2 separate regions of the Sus scrofa genome follow, and region 1 is linked to region 2. The links are chromatin contacts, called in public Hi-C maps. All regions are on one chromosome and are shown on one strand. Each heading gives the region's core, a stretch centred on a gene start, on an enhancer-like site or on the middle of the called end of the contact. The rest is flanking DNA. Distances are from core to core; before and after follow the strand shown.

Region 1 (4,182 bases), core at 1,522-4,021, 140 kb after region 2:
TTTAATCAAATGTGCCTGTGCAATGAAGCCTCTATAAAACCCCAAAAGGACAGGATTCAGAGAGCATCCAGGTTGGTGAACACTTGGAAATTTGGAAAGGGCGGGCCACCTGAGCCAGCATGGAAGCTCCAAGGCCTTTCCCTCCCTTGAGCTAGGCGTCTCTTCCAGCCCGCTCTTTGCCTGAGATCTATCTGTATATAGTATCCTGGTCATCTAGTAAGTAATATGTTTTCTCTGAGTTCTGTGAGCTTTTGTAGCAGATTAATCAAACCCAAGGAGGGGATCCTTGGAACCTCCAGCCTACAGCCAGCAAGGTGGCATGGCTCCAAGTGGTATTGTCCAGAGATGAAATTGATGATAACTAACATAACTATCTATGTACATCCTGTTAACATTGTTTTAAAGTAACTAGTGTTTCATTTACATTAAAGTATATGCCTACCTGTTCTCACAGGCAGAAGTAGGGTAGTCATCCAGTTGAAACTATAAAAACTAAGAGAGGTTAGGGACATGAACATTATTATCTGGGAAAGGAGATTTTTCAAAAGCTTGATGGGAAAGAGCAAGGTTATCCAAGGACACTTGGAAACAGAATGGGGCTAAAGGAATTAGCGATTAGCAAGGCAGGCCCCGAGAATGAGTGGAGAGCCAGAAGTTATTTGGAAGACAGAAAAGGAACAGAAAGTAAGCCAGAAATTTTTGGAAAATGAGTACTATTTCCAGCTAGTTGTCATTATTTTTCTTTTTCTGGGGGTTCTGTGTTTAACACTGTTAGCCTTATGTTGATTCTCTTATGCTTTGTGATAATTGCAGAGATAATTTTTATATTATGTTAAGAAATAAATATAGTAGGATATAAATTAGTGCATTAAGAAGAGGTATAGATTTAGGCTGCAAATTGTTCTGCTTTTTTACCATCTTATGATCAAGAAGTATTAAATCTGCATTGTCCGCACCGCCAATTACCTTTAGTGTAAAAATATTCCTTGTTCAACAGTTTAAGCTTTATTGGGAGTTCCTGTTGTGGCTCAGCAGGTTAAGAACCCAACAGAGTGTTTGTGAGGATGTGGGTTCGAGGTTTGATCCCTGGCCTCTCTCAGTAGGTTAAAGATCCGGCATTGCCACAAGCTTTGGCTCTGGTGTGGGCCAGCAGCTGCAGCTCCGATTCAGTCCCTAACCCGGGAACTTCCATATGCTACAGTTGTGGCCCTAAAAAAAATAAATAAATAAAACATTAAAAACAAGCTTTCTTAACTCAATCCATTCCCATTGTAAATTTATGTCAATTTCTTTGCAAACCCTAGTTCTACCCATAGTGTATTCAGTACCACTGCCATTTTCCCTGTTTTTAAAAATAGAAGTGATATAATTAGAATGAGGACAAGCAATAAAGATAACGTTGTGATTGTTTTATTAGTTTAGATCGACGGTAATAACTATAATCAAATAACAGGTAAACAACAGGTTCAATAGGTCTTAACATTAAACAGGAAGTTGATTTTTTTTGTTCATAGAACGTTTAAATTTTTTTCCTTTAAAACAACAGAGTATTGCTTTTTGTTTTTCACATATTATTTCTTCACTCAGTATTTTCATTCTAAGATGTGGGATGAACCTTTATATGAGCTTTTATATACTTTACCTAGCAACTTTCAGAGCTTGAAGATTGTACTAAGTCTCAAGAGTTCAGGAAAACTTGAGGAGTTACTCTATGGTCAGGGGCAAATTAATTGAAATCTTAGTCCTTTAACAGTTCTCCCTTTGTTCAATGGATAAAAGAGTTTGAAGAACATCTGCATGTGCACATGAAAGAAAAATCTAGATCTAGGAAGAGACAAGTTTTTCGCAAGATATTTTATAGCGTTGATATTTAGAATTCCTCTCCCTTGAGGTTTGAATCTAAGCACCCCCAGTCTTGGCCACAGGATCCCAAGTAAAGGACTAAGGGCCAACCTTGCCCCGCCTCCGGCTCCAGCCAGTGGCCGCTCAGAGAAGATCCAGGAAATTTATCAGGGGAATATGTTTCCCCCAGATTCTCCGTTTTGATTTTATGATGCTCTTATTCATCAAGGAAGCTTTTAGCTACAAAACTCCCAACTAAAAGTGGCTTAAATAATAAGGAAATGCTCTCTCATATTACACCTTCTGAGATGGGTCATTCCTGGGCTAATTTCAGGGGCGTCACAGTGTTAGGATTCTGAGTTGGATTGTCTAGGTGCTCTTGTTTTTCAACTTCCTGGTCTTAAAGAGCAGCTCCAAGCATCACTTCACACGGACAGCATCCAAAGGACAGGGCCTTTCCCTAGCACCAAAAGTTGCATCATGTGTCCATGCCTAAGCCAGTCGCTAGCTTGGCAATTGAAGAAATGGGCTTACCATGGCCGATTTAAGACAAATCAATGTCACCATCCCTCAACATTGCCACCTGAACCTGAAAGAATTCATTTTTTCTTAGTGAAGAAGGAGAATGGCTGTTGCCTGGGGAACCAGCAGTGTCTGCCACAGCATAATTCCTGCCACCTTAGCTCAGTATTAACTCTTTGTCTTCACTCCTGCTGCAGCCTGGGTGCCAGATGTGAGGCTAACCAGTTCCAAGAAAATGGCGCTTGTGCTTATTGGATTAGGTTGAGTGTTGGTTTGGGCCTTGTTGGGGCTGATTATCACTCCAGCTCTGCCTCTGCCCTTTTCCGCTGATTCTCAGGCTGGCCTAGACTTTTTATCTTACCTGCTGGCTTTGTAGCTCACTAGCACCTCTGTGTGGTGAGTCCCAGTAGCAAGGGAGGTGGGGAAGAGGACTCAATCCGGATCATTCCATCTCAGGCTGTAACACCACTGAAATGGAACATTCTCTGGCAGCACTTGCAACCTTCCAGGAACCTAACATTCTGGAAATGCTCTACTCCTTTCCTACAAACCCAGCTCCATCAATCTGGGAAATCTCTCCTTGGCGGCTCCCAGAACAGGACTGATGGAAGATAGATTGTACCAGGGCTGTCTTATGAGTGCTGTCAGTTGCTGTCTTCTGTGGCAGGTCTGCACACTGCCCCATGGGTTCCACACTCAACCCCCCCTCCTGACCCGGGGGATGACCTTAGAAAGCAGCTTGGCTGCAGGCTCTGAGGATAAGGCTGCATTGTGTGCAAGGATCCTGCAGGTAACAGCTGCAGCTCTTGGGTCACATATTTTTAGAAGGTCACCTGAGGCCAACAGGATTTAGAAGCAACTTTCCAAATTACCAGCTGAAGCTGCAGGCTGCTGTTTTAATTTAAGTCCCTCTGTACACTGGTTAAGAAGGCTGCATGCCAGGAGTACCTTTCTGTGGTCTCGTCCCTCCCTGAGCTTCATGGCAGTGCTTGCTCTTTGTTAATTCAGGTTACATCCCCATGACCTGGCTGATGTGCCTTGAAAGTAGTTTTTTTTTAGTACATCTACTTCAGGTTGGAAAGGATCTATTTTTAAGTTGCATGGTCCTAGCAAAGAACTAGGTGCCGTGGATATAAATTGTGGCGTTTTGAATTGCTTTGGCCAAAAAGAGAGTTCTGGGCCACCTCAGAGCCACATGCTTTGGTATCCACTTCACTAGCCCAGCCAAGACCTCAGCCTCTGGCAGTATTTTAAGTGGGTGGGTAAGAGCTCGTTTTCCTGGCTGTTTTGCATTTACAGAATTGAACTGCAGTCTGAATTGACTACAGTACAGTACTTACTAAACTTAAATGCATGTATCAACTCCTTTATTTCTCTAAAAATATTTATGTTATTAATTCTGTACTGCTGTCAGACGTATCTTTATAGGGAATGCCATGTATCTCATCATTAATTTAAAGACACATGGGTTTAATATTAATTTTGATTTAGCTTTAGTAATAAACTCAAGAAATAACTTCCCACATTTTTTTCCCATCTTGATCCTGCAAATCACCCATGTTTATCATATGCTAATTGAAATTTTTATGTTTAAACTTTAACAGTGTATTGAATTTTACGTAAATTAGGTAACAACACATTGTGGCTGTGATAAACAGTGTATACATACTGGCTGTACTATTTTCTAAAGAAATAGAACCACCATATTAGTTCAAAAATGTAACTAAAGATAATTCAGAAGTAATTATCCTTAAAACCTTGCAGAGATTTTATTCAAATTCGTGTTGTTCTTTCTTAGAACAGAAGTATCGCTCAATT
Region 2 (4,475 bases), core at 1,390-3,889:
CCATGAGGATGCCAGTTCAATTTCTGGCCTCGCCCAGGGGGTTAAGGATCCGGCATTGCCATGAGCTGTGGTGTAGGTCACAGATGCGGCATAGATCCCCGCAATGCTATGGCTGTGGCGTGGGCTGGCAACTACAGCTCAGATTCGACCCCTAGCCTGGGAACGTCCATATGCCAAGAGTGCAGCCCTAAAAAAAAAAAAAAAAGCAAATAAAACAAACAAACAAATAAATAAAATGGTTCCCAAAGAGGAGACGTTGGAGGGGTGGGGGAGGTGGAGAGGATGTGGACTGGGGTTTGGGATTGGCATATGCACACTGTGGTATGTGGAGTGATTGGCCAACAGGGACCTGCTGTATAGCACAGGGAACTCTACCCAGTATTCTGTGATAACCTATGTGGGAAAGGAATCTGAAAGAGAATGGATGTGTGTATGGATAACTGAATCACTTTGTTGTATAGCAGAAATTCTTACAACATTGTAAATCAGTTATACTGCAATAAAACTTTAAAGAATGAAAACAAATTTAAAAAAAGGCTTTCATCCTTCCAGACAGACACCCCGAGGCATACACAGCAACCTGAAGGCAGGTGGGATTTCAGAATAGTGCCCCTGCCTCCGCACAGGCCCCAAATTTGGCTTGTAAGTTGAATCTACACTATTCAATTGCTTATCAGCTATAAAATGAAATTTCACTTGGTTTCACCTAATACACGTGGTGTAAGATTTATCAGCTAAACCATGCCATTTAGGTGGGAGAGCTTTGGGACCAAGAGCAGTAGTCTTTCAGTGTTGCATTGGGGTTTGTCTGCCAGTAATCAGTGACATCTCTAAAGTTATTAAATTAATCCAAAGTAAAACAAAGCCAGCAAAGTAAAACAAAATCATATATGAAAAATTGCTCAGAAAAGACCTGTAAGCAAGGCAATAGTGACAAGGTCTAAAAAGTTATGGTTTTTAGAATATAGCTTTATATGTAACCTTGGACCTTATTTGTGTCATCAAATGCCACTTGAGAATTTGGGCATTTTCGTTTTCCAGACGTGGTCCCAGTGACTTTCCTGCGTTTATTGTTTTGGGCCAGTATGAAGTGGAAGATTATCTACTCTCAGAGAAGTTTAGAGGCTTGACAAGTTGTTGGAAATATTAAAAGTAGTAAGCCTATCAACATTTTGTTTCTATATGATCACTGACTCACTAAGTATCTACTTTCCTAATGATATCAAGTTCAAAAGCAGATGTGGATCACACAGATTCCAGTTGCCTTCCGAGGAATTCACTGCCGTCATTTTATTTTATTTATTTTATTTCATTTTATTTTATTTTTTGTCTTTTTAGGGCCCCACCAGGGGCATATGGAAATTCCCAGGCCCGGGGTCAAATCGGAGCTACAACTGCTGGCCTTCGCCACAGCCACAGCAACCTGGGATCTGAGAAGAGTCTGCAACCTACACCACAGGTCACCCCAACACAGGACCCTTAACCCACTGAGCGAAGCTAGGGATCCAACCCACATCTTCATGGATGCTAGTCAGGGTTGTGACCACTGAGCCACGGTGGGAACTCTCTACTCCCACCATTTTCTAAACCTTTAGAAAAAGCTTTGCTTTATTTGGCTTCATTGAGGAGACAATTGTGCAAATACAGTTGTGCAGCTGCAAGGTGTTTTCCCACACTACTCTTTCCTTCCTTCTTTGAGCTCTTTACTACTCAACTGCTTTCGTCTTCCTTTTTCTCTGGGCTTGCGTGTAATTTGCAATAGTCTTCTTCCTTTTTCATAGAACTCATTCATCTCTGGAAAGTCCAAACCTGTTGCTTTATTTCACTGTAACTTTCACTGGTCTTCCTAAAGTTATAGCATTCTGGGGAAGTTCTCTGAGAACTTACACATCTGTTTTTGCTTCCCAAATAAGTAGATTTTTTTTTTCTTTTAATTGCGCTTAAGCAATCTAGGCATTTTTCCCCTGTGGTGCAATTTAAAAAAAAAAATAGAAATAATCACTTAATTTCCTACTTACATCTGGTGGATGATGATTTGCCAAGTGGAGTATAGAACAGGTTTTCTATCTCAAGTAAGTAGGCGTTGCGTTGCGGGAAATTTTAAGACCCAGATGGGAATATTACATTGTTCAGCAGTTGGAGCTAATCAATTACTCATTAATGACAGCAGAGCTATTGAAAGTTTGAAAATGAAAAGCACTAAGCGCAGACCCTATAAATTTACCTACCAGGCCACTTCCGGAGGGCGACTGTCACCAATAAACCGCCTGCCAGTTCAGGCCCAGCTGCTAGACCTCCCGCCTTGCGCAACGCGGGCCTCAGCGCTGCGCTAGTCCTGGCAGCGCCGCACGCGGACCCGATGCCGGCAGGGGGCGCTGGGGCCACGGGGAACGCTGCAAATGCCTCCCGAGTATTCGCAAGAGAGACTTTTGCGCCATCCTGCTATCGCGTGCGCTCCGGAATTTTGCCTACTCTAGGTCTTCTTGAGTGGGGTCCTGGTGGGTGACGGCGGAGAACCTTAGCCCCGCGTGGTGCTCGGGGCTGGGCTGAGGTCCGGGAGCCGTGGTGCGGTCGGTTGCGTCCGGGCCGAGCTTCCCAGCAGCGCCCTCCCCCGGGGCGGGCCCTGACTTTCGGTGCCGCGACGAGTGGGCGGCAAGAAGCCGGTGGCCGACACGCAGAGCGGCTGCGAGGAGCGGCCAGACTCGAGCAGCCAGGCTGGTGCTGGGACGGAGCCGCCGCGGCGATCGGCAGAGAAACGGGGCCAGGGAAGGAGGAGGAAATAGAGCCGATGAAGGGGAGCTGCCGCCGAGGAAGGGGGCGGATCCTTTCGGCGGCCGCGGCCGCTGTTCCGGGACGCAGTCCAGGGAGCCTGCCCGCCAGTAAGGTGCTGGCCAGGTAGCTCCCCACCCAGAGGGCGCCCTCCCCGGACCATCCCCGAGAGGCTGGCACGGAAGGAGCCGGGACCGCGCTCTGGGTGGCCAGGGCGCACCGCACCCCGAGAGCGGCGCCCTTGAGCCGCACCGCCGCGCAGGTTCGCCAGCCGACTTGTCCGCCGGCCAAGAAAAGGAAGCGCTGTCCCTTCCCGCTCAACCCGGCCTCCCCACCCCTTGTACTCTACACCCTGCAGCGGGCGAGCGGCGTGGCCACGGAGGCGCCGAGGAGGGGCGAGCCGCCGCCGGGCAGCGGCGTCCCTTCGGGGGAGAGGGCGCCGGAGAGGAGGCGGCGGCGCGGGGCGGAAGGCGCGACACGGGATGGCAGCTGCTTAGCCCGACGCGCGCGGAGCAGCCCCGAGCTGTGGCTGGCCAGACGGTGCGGCTGGGCGGGCGACGCCGCTGCCGCGACAACCCGGCCGGGAGAGATGAACGCGGAGGCGGGTGAGGGCATCACTTTCTCCGTGCCACCCTTCGTCGAGGGCGGCAGTTGCCGGAGGGGAGGAGCGGCGGCGGTGGCCGAGGGCGAGGAGAGCCAGCTGCCACCGCCGCCACCGGGCAGCTTCTGGAACGTGGAGAGTGCCGCCGCCCCTGGCACCGGGTGTCCTAGTACCACGTCCGCGAGCAGCACCACCCGATGCCGGGGCAACTCTGGTGGCGGAGGCGGTCGACGGACCACGGTGGCATATGTCATCAACGAAGCGAGCCAGGGGCAGCTGGTGGTGGCCGAGAGTGAGGCCCTGCAGTGCCTACGGGAGGCGTGCGAGGCGGTGGGCGCTGCCCTGGAGACCCTGCATTTTGGGAAACTGGACTTTGGGGAAACCGCGGTGCTGGACCGTTTTTACAATGCAGGTGCGTGTGCAACCCCTTCCCCATCCTCTGCAGTCCGGGGTTATTTCCCCCTCGCCCCCCCCCCCCGCGGCTGCCACAGGGGGAGAAATGTGTTTTGCGGGGCAGCAGGAAAAAACAATTTCTGAGCAGCAATCGTGCTTCCTACTTATTTACTTCTTGCCCCACCTTAAGGGCAACGAGCGTCGCTGCATGCCTGCTCTGGGCGCTCGTTCGCCACGCTTGGGAGAGTGTATGCGGGTGCAAGAGCCTGTGTGTCTTTGTGCGAGAGTCTGAATGACCCAACCCCGGCCCGCGCTGGAGCCCGGAGGTGCGCGTGGTCCTATCAAAGAACTTCTGTTCTTCTGCGGTGTGAGATACTTGCCCCCATCAGTCCGTCACGATTCACTGTTTTGGTCTCTCTTATGTTAGGTTTGGCCCACATTTTCCTTCTATATATACCTATGACTGTTTTAGATGATGTCCTCATTTTTTTCTGTGTACTTTTGAGAGGACAGAAATCATGACTTCTGCCACTCGGCCAGCTGCAGGCAGAGTGGATCCATGTGAATTTACATGTTATGTAATGATCTTCCCAACTCTGCCCTAAGTTTAGGGGCCTGCTTTCCCGTATCTTAGCAATTCGAATTTTCAAGTAATGACTTCTAAAAGCAATCTTGTAACTTACACTAAACTTGTGTGGTATCTTTGTTAGGA

Evidence for each region. Hi-C and Micro-C count contacts between places; a contact is called where the count stands out from the background.
Region 1: a contact with region 2 is called in a Hi-C map of skeletal muscle, with 11 times the contacts expected there. The contact joins the enhancer-like site here to the promoter of MAP3K5 in region 2. A contact is called at or near these places in 2 of 5 promoter capture datasets (liver and skeletal muscle), 13 of 47 Hi-C or Micro-C datasets (brain, embryonic fibroblasts, epiblast stem cells and 8 more) and 2 of 2 datasets of contacts at active chromatin or transcription factors (alveolar macrophages and skeletal muscle).

What each region holds. Positions count from the first base shown.
Region 1 is chr1:27,518,525-27,522,706 of Sscrofa11.1, forward strand. All of the region lies in intron 10 of MAP3K5 (mitogen-activated protein kinase kinase kinase 5), which reads left to right. Among named protein-coding and RNA genes, the nearest start is that of MAP7, 85 kb to the right of the region's middle. Within about 2 kb of position 2,772, at least 13 of the 83 cell types and tissues checked have an H3K27ac peak or open chromatin away from gene starts, as enhancers often do. A contact at or near this core is called in skeletal muscle, where this site is marked.
Region 2 is chr1:27,377,504-27,381,978 of Sscrofa11.1, forward strand. MAP3K5 (mitogen-activated protein kinase kinase kinase 5) reads left to right here and starts at 2,640. Exons shown (of 29, transcript XM_021072507.1): 1 at 2,640-3,782. The coding sequence starts at 3,359. LOC106508844 (a long non-coding RNA gene) reads left to right here. Exons shown (of 4, transcript XR_002342715.1): 4 at 1-70.